2 separate regions of the Mus musculus genome follow, and region 1 is linked to region 2. A link is a contact called in public promoter capture Hi-C data. All regions are on one chromosome and are shown on one strand. Each heading gives the region's core, a stretch centred on a gene start, on an enhancer-like site or on the middle of the called end of the contact. The rest is flanking DNA. Distances are from core to core; before and after follow the strand shown.

Region 1 (4,821 bases), core at 1,430-3,929, 980 kb before region 2:
GATGTCGGCAGACACTTTCCTCTAGTCCCTGCCCAGGAGTGGAGGCCCCTCCTCCTCCCTGGTCCAGCCCACTGCTGTGGAAAAATTAACGCCTCATTTAGAAAGCTTTTCCCACTGGGCAGTATAAGTTGTGATCATGCTGGAATTGGTTTGTCTTAAGAGATGATCTACACGGGCCACTTGAACTGCCTCTGTATCCCTGTGGAGGACCTTTGGTCTCTTCTATCCCCAGCATGTTCTGGATTTGACAAGGTGGAGTGTGTGTCTCCTTGGCCTCCAGGATGCTGGAACTGAGGACAGTAAGCCTCTGGCCTGGGGTTAGAGACAGGTGCCACCCCAGCTGGCTTTGTATGTGAGTGCTGCAGACCTGAACTCAGGCCTGCATGGCCGCTCAGCAGGCACTTTAATAACCCAGCCATCTCCTTAATACCAGCCTCATCTGCCTAGGCGGCCATGGGTTGCTCTATGTCCCTGACCAGTGGGGTGGGCTGACTTCGTGAGTGCTGACAAAGCAAAGACAGCGGAGAGGGCAGCAGGGGTCAGGATTTCTCGTGGACCCCATCTCTGGGCCACTCAGAACCTTTCAGGTGACTAGGCACCCTGCCTTTTGGGGATCCTGTGGCTCAAGGTAAGCAATGGAGATGAGCTTCCTTGTGCGTCAGAGAAGAGCTGTCTCTAGTCTACCTCCCCATCCATGGTCTGGCCTCCCTGACTATCTTCAGTATGTGGAGGCAAAATAACTCTTTCTCACAAAATCAGAGTGAGTGATGGGGGAAATCGGGCACACATTCAACAGGGTTCAGTTCCCATTTCTCTTGCCCAAAGACAACTCTCTGTGCTTTCTAATGCTTTCTATTTGTAGCAGACATCATTGCTGTGTACTCGTATCAGATGTCTCCTTTCTCCCTGGACATGTGGAAGGTCACACCACCCATCTCATGTGCAGCTAGAAAGGCTACTTGACCATTCCAGCCAAGGAAATACTGCTTCTATACCAAGTCATTGAACGTGAACCTGCCAGTGGCCCAGGGAGACGGCTTCATCAGTAGAAAGCTTGCCACATAAACACCAGGACCTGGGTGTTTAAATCCCCAGAATCCATGTAAAAAGGTGGGTGAGGACATATGTGCTTGTGGTCCCTGCACTGTGGGGACAGAGGCAGGGGGACCCCTGGAGCTTGCTGAACAGAGAGTCTAGCTGACTCAGGAAGCTCTAGGTCCAAAGAACAATCTCATCTCAAAAAAATAAAGTGACTGATCATGATGGCACACACTTTTAACCTAGAGGCAGAGGCAGGTTCAAGGCCAGCTTGGTCTACATAGCAAGTGCTAGGCGAGCCAGGGCTGCACAGTAAGACCTCATCTATAAAAAAATAAATAAATAAATAAAGTGTACAATGATTTAGGAAGACATCTCTGGTCTGCACACACACACACACACACACACACACACACACACACACACACAAAACAAAAAACAAAAAACAAAAAACACAAAAATCCAGGGTGCTAACCCCTTAAATCCTTCTGGGGAAGCCTTGGTTCCCAGGCTCTGTAAAAGACAGCCGTCCTTGGGTCCTTGGGCCGGTCTCTCCGAAGCTTGTGTCCTTCAGTTCACTCTTCGAGGCAGGGACTCTCCTGAGCCAGACTGAATCTGCCACTTGGACCAGACATAAATTTTCTCTGTGTTATGCCACTGAGATTTGGGGGTTAATTTGTTACTGTGGCATGGCCTAGCCTTTCCTGATGAATGTCATCTTCCTGATGTATTTCCCATACCTTCCGTATTTGTGGTCCACATCGCCTGTGCCAAGAGTGGGAGTATAAATTGGTACAGCCATCCCGGGAGACGACATGGCCATATGCATAGATGAGAAGCCCTAAATAAGTGTATTGTCTTTGACTCAGAAATTCCACTTCTAGAGATTTATCCTAGGGAAATAATTGGACAAGTTCAAGAAGTTGTCTGGATAAGGAGGATATTCATCACAGAAAATGGTGAGAAATTGGATCAGCCTAAATAGCCCCCAACAGCAAATTGGTTAAATAAATTGTGATTCTGCTCTACAATGGAATAGTCGCCGCCGCCTGTGATACATATTTATTGACATGGAGAGAGTCACACTCCATTGCGGTGCAATGTATGCATAATGTGAGCCCATCTTTGTTAAAAAATTTGCATGAAGACAGTCTGGCTGACTGTCAGCAAATGCTTAACAATGGTAATTTCAGAGTGTGGAATTATAGGTGATTTTTACATCGATTGTTTTTTATTTTGCCTCCTCCTACTGATTTTTTTTCTTCAGTGACTTTTTTTTTTTATATGATGTGTACAATTAAAAATGAAACGGGAGGGAAAGAAATGGCTGCCATCTTGGACAAGTGAACCTGCTAAGTTAGATCACATGTCACAGTGCACCTGGCACCCACCAGGTACACCAAACCCAAAGCCATTGTGACCAGTGAACTAGGCACATTAAAGGCTGGTGTGTTCATTAATGAACCCGCCCGTATATTTGCTCATTCAATAAATATGTTCCGAGACCTTCTGTGTACTTGGCCATGTACTGGGGGAAATGGAAACAACGAGAATAAGAAGAGCAAACACTTTGATGTCTTATCGTACCAGAGAGCAACACACCCACCTTATGTCCATTAACTAAGTAGCAGAAATGACCATTTCTGACCTGGCTTTGTAAACCCTCAAACTGAGGCCTAGAGGCCAGGTGACCCACCTTAAGTCACTAGGAGGAGGTCATGTGACCCGCCTGAGGGCGAGGGGGGGGGAGCTGAGCATTCTTTGCTGCTGAATTATATACATCTCTGGAGGAAGATAAAGGCGGGCTCCGCTCCACACCCCCCCCCCCCCGGGTCCTTGCTTATTTCTTAGCTTGGAGGAACTGAGCTAAGCCCCAGCTGGTAGAGAGGCTCAACAGCTGGGCTGGAGCTCTCAGCGCAATCAAAGCATCAGTGAGGTGTTAGCAGACAGCAGAGAGGTTTTAGGCGGAAGCCCTTACCCGAGCAGAGGCTGGAGAGATGACTGTTTTGCCCTGGATCTCAAGTGTCCAGTTCTGCCTGGCTCAGAGAATTCCTAGGTTCCTCTTGGCTCAGTTCATAGATGAGGTGGGGCCCCTGTGGACCGTGCTCACTGTGGCCAGGTGTTAGGTGAAGCATCTTCCTGTCATTCAATCCCAGGGCGATTCTCTGAATTAAACACTATCGCACAGAGTAAGAAACTGAGGCTGGCAGGGGTGGGGGGGTAAAGTGAGGCTGAGGATACGGCTCAGTTGGTAGAGTGCCTATAAGCACAGAGTCTGAAGCCCTGGGTTTGATCTCTAGCACCATGGAAACTTGGGATGATGGTGCAGAACTGTAATCTAAGCACATGGGAGGCAGAGACAGGAGAACAGAAGTTCAAAGCCATCCTTAGCTATAATGTGAGACCCTGTTTTTTTTTTAAAACGTCTTAGGTGAAGTGACTTACTTAGCATCTTACATCTTGTGAAGGAGGAAGCCTAGGTTCAGAGTAGTGTCCTCAGATAGACTTCTAACCACTCCACTAACATCCCTTGGGGGCATCCCTATCCCCAGTTTATCCCCATGGGACTCCTAGAGGTCCCTGGGACCTGGAAGACTGACTTCTGGTTTCGTGCTCAGACTTGTAGTCATTGAGTCTGCAGCTGCCAGGGCCTGGTGGCCCTGCCATGGAACACTGTCCCATTAGAACAAAAGCAAGTGAGAACTAGAGACCTCTAGGATCACAAGGTGACCCACAAGGCTATCCAGGATGGCAGTGACCTAGGAGGATCTGGTGAGGTAGAAGTCCCTGAGAGTAGGAACAGGGGTGCATAAAGGACAGCCCAGCCTTTGGGTTGGCACCCTAGGTTATGGCCTCTGGATCCAACTTTGCTGGCTGTGTGTACCAAAATTCCTTCCTCCAGTTTAATTAATTTGCGAATGTGGATCACAGAACTCAGGGAAACGTGATTCGTGGCTATTGAGTTGTTCAGGTATGTTACACAGTCAGATAGGTCGGGACAGGTATGACTGTGGGGAAGGAGCATGGGACTTTCATACCCTCCCTAGGAGTGTCCCCCTCCAGACATTGCCCTGAGTTCAGCAATCCAGAACACCCAAGACCCTGCCCTTCAGGTTTTAATGGAATCTCCCTTACCCTGGTGTGACTGTGGAAATCGCTGGACATTCTGTACTGAATTCTTACTTTCAGTCCCTCTATTTTTTTCTGGGGAGACAAGGATGAAGGCCATATCTTGTTTTTTTTTCCTGTGGGGGAGAGAGGCCAGCCTTTCCTCCTTCCTGAAGTTATGTAGGGTCATCAGCTGCCAGCCGTCTCAGCATATGTTATGGCCCAAATGCTGGGATCCCCACCCCCACTCCAGTTCATCTGTTGAGATCTACAGCTTAAGACATGGTATTAAAAGGCGGGGCATCCAGGGCAGTGATAAGCATGAGGGCTCTGCCCTCACCCCTGAGGTTAGTACCCGTATACAGGAAGCAGACAGCGCTGCCTGGTCCCTTCTGTTCCTCCAGTCACATGAAGATGCATAGCCACGAGCCACCATCCCTGGAGCCCTTCCAGACATCCAATCTGCCTGCCTCCAGAATTTCACAAAATATAATTCTTTCATGTATAAATTACCCAGTCTAAGGTATTTTGTTATAGCCATCCCAATGAACTAAGACAGTACACAAAAAGACTTGTTATTCCAGAGGTTCAAAATGCTTTAGGAACCGTGGGCCAGAAAATGGGATCCGAGGCCTAATCTAATATAGATTTCACAATCGCACACTTTGCTTATGT
Region 2 (4,254 bases), core at 401-2,900:
AGGATTACAGGGAAACGCGACCCTGTGGAGTTAAGGACAGAGAATTTTAAAACTAATTTGGGAACTAGGTGCCTGGGTGTCCTGGAGACTGGCTTTTGCAGAGAGTTAGGGAGGTTGGATCATCACGGCTCTGGGAATGGGCCAGCACACGGTGAAGAATCTGGGCGCCGGAGACTGAGATGGCCAGAGATCACAAACTGAGGTCACATGGGTCAGGGAGGGGAGAACCTACAGGGTGGACCCACACTGAGGAAGGGGTTCCGCTGGCTGCGGGTGGAGCTGAGGGCGGAAACTCCGCCTGAGCAGGGGGGGGGCTGGAAGAACTTTCACCTCCTTGCCTGCCACAACATTAAGATGAATTGGTATTCCGTCAGATGTCAGATACAGACCCCCCAAATGTAAACCACTTCGACAGCTTCTCATTAGCCAACACTCTCATCCCTAGGATTGGCAACCGGCCTAGGAATTAGATGCCAAAAGGAGCCGAAGTATTTCGGGGGCAGGGGTGGCACTGAGTGCCTGCCTGTGGAACCCGTGGGCACTGCAGAGCCATGTCAGGATCGGAGACTGTGGCCACCCCGCTGCCCCCCAAACCCAGAACGCGGAGAGAAGCTCTGCTCTGTGTGCCTGCACCGCTCACTATCCATTCATTCTAATATATATATATTCTCTCTCTCTCTCTCTCTCTCTCTCTCTCTCTCTCTCTCTCTCTCTCTCTCTCTCTCTCTCTCTCTCTCTCTCTCTCTCCTTCTCCCTCCCTCTCTGTGAGGCCCTGACAGGTGCCAGGGGAGCGGATCCACTGCCCCCACCTCCATGCCCCCAGCATCCCCATGAGCACTGCAAATACGCAGGATCGGGTCTCCTGTGCCCTGTCCACCCTGACGTCCCTGGGTGCCCGCAGCACACCTCTCCCCTCCAGGCCATGGTGCAGCGCATCGGCCTTCTACTGCGTCAGGCTGGGAGGAGGGACCGGGTTTACGCGAACCAGACCCGGTCGCGTGGGTCGGAGCCGGGTCGCAGCTAGGGTGCGTGGGTCGGGGCTGGGTCGCTGCTCTAGGGTGTGTGGGTCGCGTGGGTCGGGGTTAGGGATTCCAGATGGGGCTGAGTCGCAGCTGAGTTGCAGCTGGGATGCATGGGCAAGGCTGGGTGAGTGGATTGGGGCTGGGGACTTGAGGCGGGGCTGGGTCGCGTGGGTCAGGGTTGGGTCACAGCTGGGTTGCCGTTGGGATGCGTGGGGGCACGGCTGGGGCGGGAAGGTCGCGGCTGGGGACTCGGGGCGGGGTGCCCCGGGCTGATGTGCGGAGGGACGACGGGATGGGGTCGGGCTCTGCGCTGCCTCCCCAGCTCTGACTGCGCCCGGACGTGGACCCAGGACCCCAAGGCGGACGGCGCGGGCCGCGGGACTCACCTGGCGCAGCGGCCGTGGCGGGGCAGCCCGGAGGGGCGAGGGCGCGGCCACTGGGTCCCGCGTTGCCGTCGGCCCCGCGCTCCGCCCGCCGCCCAGTTGCTCAATGCCTTCTCGGCCGCCAGCGCCCCGCCCGGTGCATTGGTGCTGGGGCGGCCCGCGCGGGCCCCGCAGTGCGCCGCCCGGGCTCTGCGCCCCGCGCCCGGAGAGGGGCCGGTCCCCGGCTCGCACGAGGGAGGGAATCCCCCGGCGCCACCCCCGGCCGGCCCCCCTGCCCGATCCGTAAGAAAAAACGGACTGGAGCGCCGGGCCCGGGACTCCGTAGCCCCCTCCCGCACACCAGGACTAGGGACGCGCCGTCTGCTGTATGGCGAACGCTGCGAGCTCACGTTCCCTTTCTCCGACCCGCACCCGCTTTTCTTGGGTTAGGAGCAGGGACCCAGGATGCTTGCTAAGGCCCATGCCCTCCATCAGAATCTTGGAAAGGGGGGCAGGTACAGAATGGCTGTAATGGCCCAGCCACACCCTTCTTTCCTTCAGGATCAAACCTTCAGAGCATCTGACCAGTTTCGAAGACCCGGGGAAGGAAAGTTTTTTATCACCTCCTCGCACTGGAATCAGTGTGGGCCATCCTACAATACACCCCCCAGTCCACTCCCTGCTCCCTCATCCGTCGCCTGTGTGGCCAGGAGTAAGTTACTTAACTTCTCTGAGCCTCCCGGTTTTCATCTGTTTTGAGGGTTTCGTGAAATGAACGATGCCCAATTCCGGACAGGAACTCGAAAAATGTTTGTGAGATAACAAAGTAGGAAAGGGAGGGTTCCAGACACCTGCAACGACCTAGGAGAGGTTGAATTAAACCTGCAGGGAAGGAGGGAGCCACACGCCTGCCTGAGGGTGGCAAACAGCTGAGTTCCACCCTCTCTTTAGACTGGATGGAGAGAACCTCAAACTGCAGTCTGCCCAGTTCCAGCGGAGAGGATGGGCTGGCTAGGGGGGTGGGGGCGAGTAATGAAGACAGGCTGTGGAATCTCCTTAGTGGAGGAGGGAGCCCTGACAGTCGAGCCAAGGGCACGGGGTCGCTGGGAGTGATGGGAGATGGTGGTGATGCCAAGGATCGAGTGGCCCCTAGGGTGTCCCGATGGTCAAATGACCAGGGAGGAGCAGCAGGGTGTCTAGCCTGAGGAAGTGGAGGCTCCCCAAATGCCCAGAGTCTGGGCTCATGCTCAGAAGCCTCCCCAAGTTCATAGAAGCTGGTCCGGGACCCTGGAGCCCCTCCCAGAGGCCCTTCCCTCTCACGCTGCCCCAGCCTCCTGTGTCCGATCAGCCCTTGGCTAACGCTCTGCACCTAATCAAACAGCCTTAAATGCCGAAAACGCAATGTTTATTTTATTTTATTTTTTTACACACTTGCATAACTCCCTGACCAGCCACGCCAGGCGTCGGGCTTTTGTTTGGCTTTATTTTGTTGCAGAGAGAGAGGGAGAGGGAGAGAGAGAGAGAGAGAGAGAGAGAGAGAGAGAGAGAGAGAGAGAGAGAGAGAGAGAGAGACTCAGCATTGGCCCCTAGAAGGCGAAGCTGTCAGTGTTGGGCATGGGCTCAGGTTTCTCGCCTGAGGAAGTCTGTGGGAGTTGAGCAGTCTGGTTGTGTTGTTCAGGGATGGGTGAGAAAGGGAGGAAGGCCCCTGGGTGGGAGGAGATGGGGGTTAGAGCATGTGACCCAATGGAGGCATAGGGAAGAGATTTTTCCTGTGCATTTAATATATTCCGGACACTGATTTGCAAATGTATAATCTATGGCCTAATTTTCCCAACCACAGATTTTTCTCTTTCCTTTTTCCTCCCCCTTCCCCTCTCTTTTACGTTTATTTATTTATTTATTTATTTAGTGTGTGGAGGGGTGCCCACAGGCTGGTGGAGGCCAGATACCATACGGTTCCTGAGGATGGAACTCAGGTGCTCAGTCTTGGCAGCAAGCCCCTTTGCCCGCTGAGCCATCTTGCTGCCTCCTTCTGACCCTTGCACATCCTTGTGAATGCAGAGCCACTGAGATGTCAGGTAAACGGCTCAGAGATTCGCAGCCTATAAAGCAAGCGGCCTATAAAAGGATTTAGAGTTTCCCTGATACGGTTCTGCTGCTTCGACATGGACACCTGTGGCTTCTTCTAGACGCAGCTTCTTCCCCTACACGTCTCAGCTTCAGAATGTCAGCCAGACCTGTGGCTGCCTGCCGTTGGCTGTGTCTGGGCTCCAAACAGACAGGACTTGTATCTTACTCACCCTGCTGATCTCAGCACCACAGACAGACTCGGTGGCTATTTAATGGCCCGGGTTGTCATGGCAGCCAGAATGGTCCATGCCTCTGTGGTTCTGCAGGCTTAGTCAGGTGATGCTCAGATCCTATGACTCCTTCTCCAAACCCAAGTCATTATTTCATCAGCAAACCAAGTCTGTGGAGCTGCTGCACATTAGCAAATGTCCCCACACTTCATGCATGTCACTTCCTTCCTAGCAGGGACTAACTACCTCAGCACCTGCACCGACTCAAGACAGCCTAGGGACAGGATGGTTTCTTATCTCTCCTGTCAAGAAGCCTTGTAAGAATGGTGCAGAAGCCTCAGTAACCCTGTCGGTCCCATAGCTCCCTTGCCAAAAGCCACCGTGGCGCCCCCTAGAGGCTCTGTGCCTTCATAAATACCTCTCCCCAGAGTCTCCACCTTTGCAGGCAGAAGCTGGAAAACCTATTCACCCTGCCCCAGGATGTACCTCAGCTCTCCTTCCCTCCCTCTTCTCATTGGTGACATTTCTGCACTGTCCTGCATCCCTTGCCAAGCTCAAGGAACATGGGGA

Evidence for each region. Promoter capture Hi-C pulls out the DNA fragments that hold promoters and counts their contacts.
Region 1: a promoter capture Hi-C map of liver shows a contact between it and region 2, with 5 times the contacts expected there. The contact joins the enhancer-like site here to the promoter of Rspo1 in region 2. A contact is called at or near these places in 6 of 39 promoter capture datasets (3T3-L1-derived adipocytes, the C10 cell line, embryonic stem cells and 2 more) and 1 of 484 Hi-C or Micro-C datasets (bone marrow-derived macrophages).

Annotation. Positions count from the first base shown.
Region 1 is chr4:125,967,934-125,972,754 of GRCm38.p6, reverse strand. No RefSeq gene overlaps it. Among named protein-coding and RNA genes, the nearest start is that of 2610028E06Rik, 48 kb to the right of the region's middle. Within about 2 kb of position 2,679, at least 1 of the 459 cell types and tissues checked has an H3K27ac peak or open chromatin away from gene starts, as enhancers often do.
Region 2 is chr4:124,983,826-124,988,079 of GRCm38.p6, reverse strand. It overlaps Rspo1 (R-spondin 1), which reads right to left and starts at 1,650. Exons shown (of 6, transcript NM_138683.2): 1 at 1,409-1,650. Gm12930 (a long non-coding RNA gene) reads left to right here and starts at 873. Exons shown (of 3, transcript XR_003955275.1): 1 at 873-1,146.